Regions from separate parts of the Sus scrofa genome. Here region 1 is linked to region 2. A link is a contact called in public Hi-C data. All regions are on one chromosome and are shown on one strand. The core of a region is the stretch at or near the end of the contact, and the rest is flanking DNA. Distances in the headings are between cores, read along the strand shown. Region 1 has its middle 150 kb from the start of NUAK1. Region 2 has its middle 20 kb from the start of CKAP4.

Evidence for each region. Hi-C and Micro-C count contacts between places; a contact is called where the count stands out from the background.
Region 1: a Hi-C map of embryonic fibroblasts shows a contact between it and region 2, with 2.1 times the contacts expected there. A contact is called at or near these places in 2 of 47 Hi-C or Micro-C datasets (embryonic fibroblasts and epiblast stem cells).

The regions. Positions count from the first base shown.
Region 1 is chr5:14,237,174-14,239,873 of Sscrofa11.1, forward strand. No RefSeq gene overlaps it. Among named protein-coding and RNA genes, the nearest start is that of NUAK1, 150 kb to the left of the region's middle.
Region 2 is chr5:14,039,400-14,042,099 of Sscrofa11.1, forward strand. No RefSeq gene overlaps it. Among named protein-coding and RNA genes, the nearest start is that of CKAP4, 20 kb to the left of the region's middle.

The sequences.
Region 1 (2,700 bases), core at 163-2,662, 200 kb after region 2:
ACCCCCTAATGATTGAAAAAATCTCTCTCTGTAAGTGGTCTCAACAGCGTCTCGTAAAAATGGTTTCACATATTGGTTAATCCTACCGCCTGACCTATAGACCATCCCAGCTACAGCCAGATGCTCCATGCTCCCCACCGGCAAGGAGCAGGAGGACGACGGGGAGTAAGGTTTCAAGTCCTCAAACAGACTATTACCTAAAACATGACTTCATGATAATGGACCATGAGGCCCAACGGGGGAAGAGCAGAAGATAAATTGGTGACCAATTTACCAATGATCACTTATCTCGCTTCCTGGGCTTGGTTCATGCTGTTCCCTTCTCTGGAAACTTGTCCCGTTCCTCTGCCTCCACCCAAGGTCTGCCAGTCTCTCAAGGGTCACCTCTTCCAGGAAGTCTTCCCTGACTATCTTTCCCCGCCAGGAGCTTTTGAACAACAGCTGACTCTACTTATTCAATACATCATCATGCCTGGCCAGCTGAGCTGTAATACCTTAATGTTATTCAGAGTTTGTAGTTCATCTCTTTTGAAGAGTCTGCCCAGCTTCATGTGCCACCTAGAAGGCATGTCTGTGAAGTAGTTTCTTGCCCCCGGTCCAGGTAGTGTGTACAAGGTTGGGGCTGGGTGGGTTGGCACTTCACCAAAGCTGGGCCAGTTAGAGCTTTCCCTGGGAATTTGGAACTGGTAATGATGGGGAGAGAGAGGGAGGGAGTGAAGCAGCCTGTTCGCCCAAGAATTTTCTTATGATCCGATCTAGAATGATCTGAGGTTCCCCCCACTCTTGCTCTTGGGCCCGTGACACAGCCTTTTATCTCTCTATGTGTCTCTATGTCTATATACCTATTCCTAGGGTGACCAAAATCCAGCTGGCCAGCCAGTCCTCGTTTGTACCTGTGATCCAAGCATAACTATTTCTAGCCCTCATCCTTATTATACAGATTTAATGCCTTTTCCACCTTAACTAAGCACTTAATCATGCACTGTAGCTGTGACTTTTGCAGTCTGAGGTGCAAGAGCAAAACTGGCACACATTTCTTTTTCCTTCTTCACAATTCCAAAGGTAGACGATTCATTCTTACCATAGATCTTGGCAACCAGGCTTATGATTTTTTTCCTTTCCTTATTAAGCTGAGAGCTTTCATTTTTTTACGTAAAAAGACGCATCTGACAGCTTCTCTCTGGCAGATCTGAATTGCCAGCATTGGGACTCTTGCCCTTTGGGGGCTGTTATTAAGTAAAATAAACCCGAACACAAGTCCTGCCATACCTTGACGGTTGATCTGACCACTTGGACGGCCACTAAACACCTAATGGGTGGAATATGCTGGACAAAGGGTTGAGTCATGTCCCTGGCGGGAGGGAGCAGGACAATGCGGGGTTTCATCACACAACTTAGAAGCGCACGCAATTTAAAACTTATGAGTTATTTATTTCTGGAATTTTCCATGTAATCTTTTCAGACCTCAGTTGACCACAGGTCACTGAAAGCCGTGGAAAGAGAAACCACAGATCGGGGGGGACCACTGTACAAGATAAGTGTGTTATGTCTATGGTTGGCTAAGTATGGGGCACTGACAACCCTAAGAGGCCACACTTTCCATCTGAAACAGAACTTTCTTAGAACACAGAAAGGAGACACAACCAACAAAGGAGCCCTGTTGTATCCTCACTGAGGCCGAAAATGAAGACGGGGAGGGAAAGAGGAACACAGGCGAAGCCATAATTCCTTTTCTTTCCCCTTCCTTCCATTTCCTTCCCTTCTCCTCTCCCCTCCCCTCTCCCCCATCCCCGCCCCTCTCCCCCCTCCCCTCCTTCCTTCTTTCCTTCCCTCTTTCATCATTCCCGAAAGGATGTACATGTATTAAGAAATGAAAAAAATTAAAAAAAAAATTTTTTTTGGTCTTTTTAGGGCCACACCCGCAGCAAATGGAGGTTGCCAGACTAGGGGTCCAATCGGAGCTGCAGCCACCAGCCTACACCACAGCAACACAAGATCCAAGCCGCGTCTGCGATCTATACCAGAGCTCACAGCAGTGCGGGATCCTTAACCCACTGAGCGAGGCCAGGGATCAAACCTGCGACCTCACAGTTCCTAGTCAGATTTGTTTCCGCGCGCCACAATGGGAACTCCAGAAATGAAAACAATCGAGTTCGTTTTGTGCAGCGTTTCTTCTCTTCTGGCAAAAACAAAATACATATGTATCTAAGAGCCGCAGAACAAGAATTATGCACTCTTGGTGATTCTGCATGTGAGTTAAATGCCTTTAAAACAGATATTGCACACTATAAAGATGAATGAATGGTAAAAATAATTTGTGCTAATAATTTAAAATAATTAAAAATTTTAATTTTTCTCTCCTTAGAATGACATTAAATGGCAAATAGAGAGTACCATGGAAAGTCGCAAGAGAGACTGTGGAGGAAAGAAAAACATTTTCATACCTTTAATGGCACTACTGCACTTTGAATAGGAGGCTCACATTTTAATTTTGTGCTGAGTCCTGCAAACTATGGAGTTGGGGTCGTCCATAAAAGAAATGGGTCAGGAGCCCCACATTGCCAAGTTCTGCTGTTTTTCCCCATTAAATATCTTTTCTATCTGTCCCTTGAGGCTTATTAGCCTGGTAGTCTCTTCATGGTCCTGCTTTCCCTCAGCTCCTTCAGTTTGACCATCTTTCTGGGAGATGCCCCCACTCCC
Region 2 (2,700 bases), core at 87-2,586:
CCAGCTAGTTCAGAAGGGCAAGCACTGACCCCTGAAGCAGCTCAGTCCAGTGCTGAATGCTTAGGCATTAACATAAGTAGCAGTCGCCCATAATTGTGTATCTGTGTTTTATGTCACACAGTAGGTAAAACACATTTCTTATCTCACTTAATCCTGGTGATTATCCTGGGGAGGAAGAACAGTGATCGCTGCTTTGCTGATCATTCACTGCAGCTAAGAAGGTTTTATTAATTTGTAGGTAGTTGTTGGGGCCAGGATTCAGACTCACATCCGTCTGTCTCTAACATCTCTTCTTGGTCCGCTAAATCACATTCTCTTTGCCATAGTGATAGAGCTGGCATCCCATAATGTCCAAGGCTACAGCTGTACATACTTGTGCTGTGTATATAATACTGATGGTAAAGAAACTGGGTTTTAGAGGCAGATTATCTGAGCTCAGATCCTGGCCAGACCACTGGCTAACGGTCTGACAGAGGGACAACTGCCGAAGGCCTCAGTTTCCCATTATTAACAGAGATGGTGCTGTTAACACCTACTTCACAGAGTTGTGTGACCTTTAACACAGTCACTACACCTGCAGTATGGAGAACGGTGCCCACCACACCAGAAAGTGTTCAGTACATATTACTGGAAAATTGACAGTAAGGCAGGAAATTGAAAATATGAGTCTTGTGAAATGAGCCCACCTGCGGATGGCCAGAAAAAGATGTGTTTAGAATTTTGAGTCTGAGGCTCTTCAGGTTGTGTGTGTCCTCTAGATACTCACAGTTCCCATCCCCCACTCACTCCTGCATCTCCATCCACTTAGGATTCTTGTCTGGCTTTCAAAGGCATTTGGGATTTTGATCCTTCTAGGGTAGGAGATGAAATAATAGAAATGGTCACCCTGAGAAATAGAAACTTGGGGCTCTTTGGAGATCCCTTTTAAAGCTTGTGACTTCACAGCTTTTTATATCAGAGAAGATCTTTGGGTTCTCTCTGCGTGCAATATGGTTTTTCCTGCCAAGAACAGGGGCTCTGCTAGCCAAGAACCAGGGCCAGCTCCACCTTACCTCCTTCCACAGATGTCTCCCTTCCTCTCGTCCTTCCCAGGGAGGAATCAGGCCCCTTGAGGTCAAAATGGGTGCAAGAGAGAGTGAGTGAGACTTTCAGAGAGAGAGACACAGCCTAGAGCCCCAAATCCCCGAGGAAGTGTCAGAGCCTTAAAAACTGGATGCAGACCCAAGAGCCAATTTCCTTTCAATGCCACTAGAGGGCAGTGTAGTGCAAAGGACGGAGAGGAGATTAGTTCCGGAGCCGCAGGTTCTAGTCCACTCTGCTAGCGGTGATCTGCAAAATAAGCTTGGCGCATTTTCCTGATAGCCCCCTCCAGTTCTAAGGTTCTGAGATCCTGTCAGGAGAGGATCGGGATGAACTAGCCAAGAACTCCAAGTAGGTCTATGTAAGAAACCAGATGTGGGGGAGCGGTGGGGGATGGCGAGAATGGGGTGGTGGTGTAGGCAGCTGAGAGGTTTCTTTTGTGATGGCCCAAACCTTTCTAAGGTTTGAATCCTGCAGGGGGTAAAAAGCCTTAAAGTGTCTCTTTTAGGGTCATGTGCTCGCATTTGGGCAGCATGTCAAACCACCCCAAATAGTTTGGCATTATAGCCTGCTCCTACCCTTGCTGGGGGCAGTTGCTTAATCCAGGGGAAGTATTCAAAATTACCACACATACCACGCACTGGTGGCTTACCCATCCTTGCATTGTGTCATAGCAGAGCCTATTTTTTTCTTGGTGGAAATCCTTCCAGAAATGGCTTGATGGAGAGCCTGTGGTGGCCACGGGGTACCCCTTGGCAGAGATTAAAAAGTGAAGTCAGCAGGCAAAACCCTTTCTGGCTCAGGAGCTCCACTGAACAGGGTGCCTTGCTATGCTTTAGAAACCCCATCAAAGTTCTGGGGGCCCCTGCTGATTTGGGGCAGAGTCTTTTTCCATTGAAGTCACTTGTTAGGGTGTCCTGAAGTCAGAGACAGTGAGGTTGTATCTTAAGAGAGCACTAAGGGTCAGGCTTGTCATTAGAAGATGGATGGGCATTTTCAGTGGTTTGGTGTCTATGCATCTCCATAGGCCTCTAATTCTGCCAGACTCACCCAAAAGCCAGCTGCAAAGGTATAAACTTTGGACCTGTGAGCCTTGTTCAGGAGCCTCCTAGTGAGCTTCCAATTTCCCAGCCTGTTCCTGCATCCGTTGGCTGTGGACCTCTTGCCTCACTTCCTGTTACTACCCTTGGACTTCTTAGAGCTAGTGGGGGCAGGATGGCCTAGTGGCTAGGAACACTGGCTCTGGAGCTTGACCATCTGGGTGTGTGACTCCAGGCAAGTTACCTAAACTTCTTATTGCCTCATTTCCTCACCTGTAAGATGGAGGTGATTATAATAGTACCTGCCTTACACAGTGTTTGTGAGGATGAAAGTGCTTAGCCCAGGGTGGGTAGACACCTGATAAAGATTTGCTGAATATATACACTCAGGTCTACATTGCAGAGACTAGTACATGTAGAGAGGAAAAAATCCCAGAAGAAAACACTTAAAAAAAAATCATTACCTCTACTTCCACGTCTGGCTGAGGTGGATACAGGGACTAAATATACCCACCTGTCTGAAATTACTAAGTGCTAATATACAACAAGTGCTGATTAAATGTTTGGTGATATTGTTGTT